2 separate regions of the Mus musculus genome follow, and region 2 is linked to region 1. Evidence: chromatin contacts called from public HiChIP or PLAC-seq data. All regions are on one chromosome and are shown on one strand. Each heading gives the region's core, a stretch centred on a gene start, on an enhancer-like site or on the middle of the called end of the contact. The rest is flanking DNA. Distances are from core to core; before and after follow the strand shown. Region 1 has its middle 22 kb from the start of Lrrc30. Region 2 holds the start of Lama1 (laminin, alpha 1).

Region 1 (3,728 bases), core at 997-3,496:
GAGCTAACTCCCTCATAGGTCCAAGCCCCGCTTTCCCAGAATATAGAAAAGGACTTGGTCCTCACACACCCTGTGCCTCATGAGCCTATCACGTATGTTTTTCTTGAAGTATATCTACTCTTGGGGGCAAGGTCAACCCTTACCAACTCTACTTGCCAGGCCTATCCTTGGCAGTCATTTGATTTTTGCACAAAGTCCAAGAAGATACTTAGAAAAGACTAAGCTGAACCAAGCATGGCGGTACACGCTTTTAGTCCCAGTCCTCAGGAAGCAGAGGCAAAGGCAGTCAGTTCTCTGCCTGTTGAAGCCAGCCCGGGCTATAGAGCAAGTTTCAGACCATCTGTGGCTATGTAATGAAACTGTATTCCAAACAAACAAATGGAACAAATGGGTTATGTTAAACCAATGGACTCCTGACTCCCTCTCCTATAAGCAAAGTTCCATGGCAGCCATTTGCCATTTGGGGAACAGAGGAGGCTGAAGATGTAGGAGAAAAAGCACATGACCAGAGCTTATGATTCTCATGCAGGAATAGGATGTGGAGAAAAGCAAAGAAGGACCTGCTGTGGGCTGGACACCTAGAGTTCACCTGTCAAAACTCTACCTGCCGGTCAGAGTGTGGCCTTTCATGGAGACAGGACCTTTTAAGAAAGTGACTGGGAGAGAATAAGATCCTTAGGTGGGCTGTTACCCAGTATGATTTGTGCCCTCAGAAAAACAGAAATTCATACTCAGAGAGAAGAAGGTGTGAAGGGTCGGGAAGGAGGCAGCCATTGTGGTGTGAAGGGTCGGGAAGGAGGCAGCCATTGTGGTGTGAAGGGTCAGGAAGGAGGCGGTCATGTATAAGCCTTGGATAGAGGTCTTGGAAGGAACCAACATTACTGATACCTAACATCAACTTCCAACCTCCCAAATAGCAAGGAAATCAATCCTTTGTCATGGCCACTCAGGTAAACTGACCCAGGCTGCCTTTCCTCCCTGGGCTAAGAAGAAATTCCCCATGCTGATAGCCTGAAGAGACACTAAACGCCATAGAGCCATAGATCCCTTTGTCTATGTGACACTGCAGAAGGTTCCTCGGAGTCCTTTATCTGCTTCAGGAGTCCTGTTGGTGGAATTGTTAGGACAGTGGGTCCCAGAAGACAGTGTTCTCCCTCAGCTCCCACAAAAGCTACACTGGTGTGGGTCTGTGGAGGCTGTTGACGTTCACCCACATTCCAGAGGACACTGCAAAGAGGATGGTGGCTTCTGTAGGGAAAACATTTGAACACCATAGGCCAGTGGAGCCCTGGTATAAGTGAGGGGCATATGGGAGGGTCACACTGACACTGCGGTAGCAAGAGAGAAGCAGCCATCAGCGAGGTGCCAGGCCAGTGAACTGTGAGGCTGTGTCACTAGCAGGAAATAACATCAGGGTGAGCAGTGGCCAGGTGGTTCTGGGCTCGCCGCTGAGCAGCCCTGGACTGTACTTGCACGAGAGCTCACAGTTTCCTCTTGCCAAGGTACCACTTTGGAACAAAAAGGGGCTGTGAGTGTAAGATGCTGAAAACAAGAGAGTTTGCCTATTAGATAGCTGAGAGAAGCTGAAAGAACATCCTTTACAAATACAACTTTCTCTTCTACTGGGGTGGGAGTGGCAGCTGGGAACTAAGATGTCAAAACTGGATGACAAATGTGACCCTGAAATCACATGTGCCTGGCCATCATTTCTGTCCCCACATGTCAAAGTCACCCTCAGAACCATGAAGGAAGGGTCACTTCTGGAGCATGACATGATCACCCTATCTCTAGAGGAATGCCCCCATTGTCATATTGTCTTTCCTTCTACATTGTCAAGTGCTTGCTCCTTGGAACCATCATTGATATTGTGTATAGATAAGCACACAGGCTGTGTTTGTCCTTGCTGTGAGGGACAGAGTCAGATATAAGGGAGAAAGCCAGGGTCCTTGATAAGCTTTGGTGACCTTGCTTAGGGTGGGTCTTTTCCTTGAAGGGATGTTGATTAGAGCTGGACAAAGATAACAGTGCTGTGAGTCAGGATGGTTGGGCACACCCTGGCTAGGATTCTGAGATAGTATTGGGGTGTATGTCTTTGATAGTTTCAATTGAAAAGTTAATGGGTCTTTTTTGAAGATTCTAAAAGGACGAGGTTACAAAAGCTTCTCACTTTCCTGTAGGATCACAGCCTGAAACCCCATCCCAGATTTAAAACTGTAAATTAAAGTGCATCTAGACATGTACTCAACCAACCAAGCCAGCCCAACAGCACATACATGGCATGGGGGCACAGATTATGTCCCGCAGCCTATCCACATGACTCACCGTGCCAGCTGAGGAAAAGGTCCAAACTCAAAACTTTTGAGCATGATTTCAATTAAATTTGGATTGTTTGTACACCATCACAAGACTGAAAGTAAGTGTAGCCATTGTTAGTTGGAACCATCAATACTTTCAAGACCAGTGTTTCCTAAAGAAATGGACTTTTATCAAGAAGGAAAAATAGAAGAATGAAGTCGTGTCAGTGAGGACAGAGTGTGGGCACTGGAATGTAGACAGTTCTAATGCCGCATCTGCTGTGAAAAACTCTCTATGTAGATACACACACACACACACATACACACCACCACCACTACCACCACCACCACCACCACCACACACACACACACACAGACAGACAGACAGACAGATCCCCTGGGCTCTATTGCTTATGTGTATAGGGCCCAGTATTGGCCATCTTACCTCAGTTACTGAAGGAGAAGAAGTTCTTATACTTTCATGTATGGTGGTTTGAATATGATTGACCCAGGGAGTGGCACTATTAGGAAGTGTGGCCTTGTTGGAGGAAGTGTTTTGTCATGGGGGTGAGCAATGAGACCCTGCCCCTAACCACATGGGAACCATTCTTCTCCTAGGTGCCTTCACAACAAGAGGCAGAACACTCTTTGGCCTTACATCTGCCTGGATGCTGCCATGCTCCCACCTTGATGATAATGGACTGACCCTCTGAACCTGTAAGCCAGCCCCAATTCAATGTTGTTCTTATGAGAGTTGCCTTGGTCATGGTGTCTGTTCACAGCAGCGAAACCCTAAGGAAGACAATGTGTAACAAAATCTGCTATAAGCCCTCTATAGAACTCGACTTTTGTGGAGACATGCACATGAGCACTGTGGTAGAAGGTCAGACAGAAGCCGGAGAGGCATTGTCCTAGCCGAGGCTTCTGGGAAGGACAGCAAAGCTTTAAAGAAAGTCTGAGGGTGATCAGGACAAGCAGGGATGTCTTTGACATGACTGAGATCTCTGTTGCTTTCTGCCTTGGAATATCCCCCCTTCTCGCTTGGCTTGATACTCTGCCTGAGCCTCGGGGAACACAGAATTCTAACCCTAAGCTCCTTCCCAAATGATATCCTTCTGCTAGAATTTTAAGTTCAACAATATGGAGTAGAGATAACCAAGATAGGTCTGGGCATCACGGGTGACCACATGACCTTGAGCATTCAAGCCATTATGTGTCCAGCCTTAGCACGGTTGTTATGGGGATCAGGTACCAGCTGTATGGTTTGGGGACTGGAAAGGCTGCTCAGTGGTTAGGGGATCTCTTACTGCTTTCACAGAGGCCTAGAACTCCATTTCCAGCATGCACATCCAGTAACTCACTGACTATAACTCCAGGTCCTCTTCTAGATCCATGTGAGTCTGTGCACGCGGTGGTGCACATAAACTCATGCAG
Region 2 (3,923 bases), core at 1,268-3,767, 43 kb after region 1:
ACAAAACCCCAAAACGCCAACCTCTGAGGCAAAGAAAAGTTGTGGGTATTATCTGAAAATCTAGATACAGAGAAACTTTGTTAAAAAAACAAAACAAAACAAAACAAAGGGATAAATCTGAGGGACAAATCTGTAAATGGAAACATAATTAAAGGGAAGCAACTCTGAACAAGTCAGAAAGAAGTGCACCTAAGTAGAGGCTGAGACCTCGGGGATGGCTCAGCTCGTATTTTTCCCCTTTGGAAAATGATTCTCATAGAGCAGCTATCTCATTAATTAAGCCTAATGTAGCTGTGCTTTTAATTGTAAGATGGATCATCTGCTAGAAAACATGGGGCGTTATTCTTGCTCACTGCATAGGGAGAGCCTGGCCACTCTAGTTATGACAAAGCACAGAGAGGTGAGGGACCTTGTAAAAGGCCTCTGCAGCAGCCTGCACTTGGATGGTTGAGCCACGTGACTGTCCAAGCAGCAAGATGGTTCTGCTGTCTGTGTCCTACAGGAGTGGTCTGTCACTGTGCAGGATGGAAAAGAGACAGGACTAGTGTCTGGTCCAAGCAGTGGAGTGCGGAGGCTCTCAGAAAAGGCAGCCGTTTTATTAAACTCATTTTTCACCCTGAGCAGGTCTCCACACTCTCCGCAGCCCTGGAGGCAATTTAGGTATTTGCCAAGCAGAGTGAGGAGTGGAAAACTCTGTCCTGTGAACTTTCATAAAACATTTGGGATGAAGATATTTTGACCATTCCATTTTATCCGTGTGCTGTTGTGAAATTTTCTTTTGCTGAAACAGTCCTGCTTGATTCTGAGCCGCGATTGTAAGTCATGACCTGTGGCTCCTGATGCTTCCGATCTGCGATCTGCGATCTGCAGGTGATGGCTGTTCTCCTGCCCGTAACTCCAGCACCAGGTGTGACTGACCTGCAGGCTGTATTTGGGGAGCTGTCTGGACCTTGGAGCCCTCTTACATTGAGTCGTATGGTGACAGTACAGGAAACTGGGTGAGAAATCAGATCTGAGCTCTAGCCCCACACTAAACACAAGCAGGTAAGACAGGCCTGAGCTTACTTCCTGGTCTCTCCCAGGAGCCTCTCTAACTGCCCCTCTTAGAGAAAATCACAGACATGAATGAATGTTCTTTACGATGCCCTATGCATGTATCTAATATATAAGCAAGGCAGTTATTTAGATGCAAAAACATTTGTGATGTTCTAAATGTTTAACGCTTGAGTAATTATTTTTAGATGCTTACTTTACCCCTCATCACTCACTTGCCATCTAGGTATTCATTTTAATATTTAAGTAGTTAAGAACATCTGACTTTAACCTTTAGTGATGTGTTGAGTGGCATTACTGAGCCACAGTGGATTTTTCCCCGTGTGTGTGATAATTTCGCCTGTGCTAACTACCCACCACATGCATACTCAGTGCACGCAGAGGTCAAGAGAGGGTGTTGTATCCTTGGAACTAGAGTTACAGAAGCTTGTGAGCCTGAATTGAGCCCTGATCTCTGCAAGAACAGCACGTGCTCTAAGCCCCTAAACCCTCTCTGCAGCCCCCCCCCCCCGTACCTGTTTAAAGGGCCAAACGGTACAGGTTTGTTTTGTACTTCCTGTTAACAAATAATAGCCAACTATTCTCATTAGAATTTACTCATTACGTGGTTAAGGACCTGTGCTTAGAGAAACCGGGAATTGGTAGAGTTTTCAAAGTGATTTAGACAAACTGAACAAAAATGACCTCCTCCTATGAAAGAGAAAACGGCACAGGGCATCGTGGGAAACGTCATGGTGTCTGTGCATAGTGTGGAAATGCGTTATGAATACGTTTGCGAGGAAACTAAACTAAAACTTTCTCAGGTTTAAAACGAGTTTTTCCAAAATGAGCGTTGAGACTTGGAGACTACCCTTATACTTAAGTCCCAGCAACCGTCTGAGCTTTCCCTAGGCAAAAAAGCTACCCATTTTCTGAAGGGGGCTGGCAAACAAACAAAATGAAAACACAGCCACCCAAACCAAAACCACTGAGAGTGTCCTGTGCAGGAACAGACAGGATATAGGGTCCCGCAAGAATGGACTGTGACCTGACTATATTTCTACAGCTGGGGATTGGCCAAGACTGCACAGTTCCAACAGGCAGAAAAGGGTCAACAGGGCAAATACTTTCTTGGAATCCACCCTCCAGGGCCAGGCTTAACAGAAACCTGCTTCTCCCCGGCCCCTGTCTCTCCACCTTCCTCCCTATTGGACCCTGAATGCTCACCCCAACTGGAGTGGAGGGTCAGAGTACCACCCAGGAGAGGCACCCCGCCACCACCACCAGGGGCAGAACAGATCCCCTTGGGAAGAGACCCCTAGGAAGGACTCCGCACGGCGGGGCTCCCCCTGGAGGACAGACCTGGGCGCAGCGGGGCGCCTTTGGGGGAGGTCCTGGGTAGGACAGGGGCGGGGCGCGGCCAGGCAGGCGGGGGTGTGTCCGAAGGGCCTGCGCACCAGGCCAGGGTCGAGCTGGGAAGAGCACACTCGCGCAGTGCCTGTGAGCGAGCACGGGCGAGACCTTCCCCAGGAGCGCAGGGAGCGGCGGCGACAACATGCGCGGCAGCGGCACGGGAGCCGCGCTCCTGGTGCTCCTGGCCTCGGTGCTCTGGGTCACCGTGCGGAGCCAGCAGAGAGGTGAGCTCCGCGGCGGGAACACCGCTGACCCTCCGACTGGCGAGCGGGAGCGTGCGGGCGCAGGGGACAAAGCGCGGCGCTCGGGGCTGTGGATGGGCGCACGCACCCTGGCGCAGCGCGGACCTGCTGCGGGCCGCACGGGGCTGCAGGGACTCCAGCGGAAGCCGCCTCCCTGAGGACGCTGGCTGCTCCCTGGAGCTCTAGGCTCTGGTTTCCTCTGACTCTAGGGGTCACCTGCTTTCTAGCTTAGTGGGACCTTGAGATCCAGGAGTACAGTGGGTGGCGAGAGTGGCGTGTCCGGCACGTGAGAAGGGACACTGACTCCGTACCCAACGCCTGAGTGGCTGCGGACTGGCCGGAGACCGCCGGGTTGGTTGATTGTATGCAGCGCTCCCGCAATGAATGGGAACGGAGTTCTCTGGCATTCACTTCATTGTCCTGTGTTGCAGAGAGAGACCATGGAAGGAGAAAGGCCGGCTCCTCTGGGGCACTAGCATCCAGGGTGGTCTAGCGGGAAAAGACTGATGGAGAAGGGGTTCCAAGGTCAGCTGTCCTGGGCAACTGGGACCCGCATATGGCGTCCAGGACACAAATGTGTTCTCTAAAGTGTGCTCTTTGTGTACTCTGTAAAGTGAGCAAATAGACTCCCCACGCGTGTTTAAATTATGTGCACTATAAATTATGGCGTAAGGGGCTAGAAAGGTCGGACAGTGAGTGTGTCGGCTCTCCTTGGAATCAGTAGCTTTCTTTACAAGGTTGAGAACAGAAGCCAACCCAAAGTGAATTTTCAGTGGGCACTGGAGATGGGAGGTGGAGGGACAGAGAATATACCATGCCACCCAGAGTTATCTGCAAGCCCCTGCTAGGTGGTCACAAATGTTTGTCGAAAACGTCTCAATGTATGCAACAAGTGACATTGAGTGTGTTCCCACAGATTGCTCTCCAGGAGCACAGGTTAAAAGTAGGAGGCCGAACTCGAAATGCCCTCGTGGGAAAAATGTGTGTTTGGGCATTGTGCAGAGCCGTGAGCTGTGCAGGCTATGAGCATCCCATTCATTCATGCATTCATGATGAAAGCGCTGGACCGAGCTGGAAACGCAGCTTTGAATAGCCCGGCGGCTGCTCAGCTCAGGAGCGGGGGCTGGGAGAGGGGAATTTACATAGTTATCAGGGAAAGAAAAGAGCCAGCCTTTGGGAGGGAAGCTTTTGACGCTGAGAGCCCAACTCCTGCCTGTGAGGTTGCTGAAAGTGACC

Evidence for each region. HiChIP or PLAC-seq counts read pairs in DNA pulled down with a chosen protein or histone mark.
Region 2: an H3K27ac HiChIP or PLAC-seq map of extraembryonic endoderm stem cells shows a contact between it and region 1, with 2.8 times the contacts expected there. The contact joins the promoter of Lama1 here to the enhancer-like site in region 1. A contact is called at or near these places in 1 of 15 datasets of contacts at CTCF or cohesin (embryonic stem cells), 6 of 484 Hi-C or Micro-C datasets (Sertoli cells, extraembryonic endoderm stem cells, granulosa cells and 2 more), 7 of 115 datasets of contacts at active chromatin or transcription factors (differentiating embryonic stem cells, embryonic fibroblasts, embryonic stem cells and 3 more) and 1 of 9 other capture datasets (pancreatic islet).

The regions. Positions count from the first base shown.
Region 1 is chr17:67,652,360-67,656,087 of GRCm38.p6, forward strand. No RefSeq gene overlaps it. Among named protein-coding and RNA genes, the nearest start is that of Lrrc30, 22 kb to the left of the region's middle. Within about 2 kb of position 2,247, at least 4 of the 459 cell types and tissues checked have an H3K27ac peak or open chromatin away from gene starts, as enhancers often do. A contact at or near this core is called in extraembryonic endoderm stem cells, where this site is marked.
Region 2 is chr17:67,694,748-67,698,670 of GRCm38.p6, forward strand. It overlaps Lama1 (laminin, alpha 1), which reads left to right and starts at 2,518. Exons shown (of 63, transcript NM_008480.2): 1 at 2,518-2,669. The coding sequence starts at 2,588.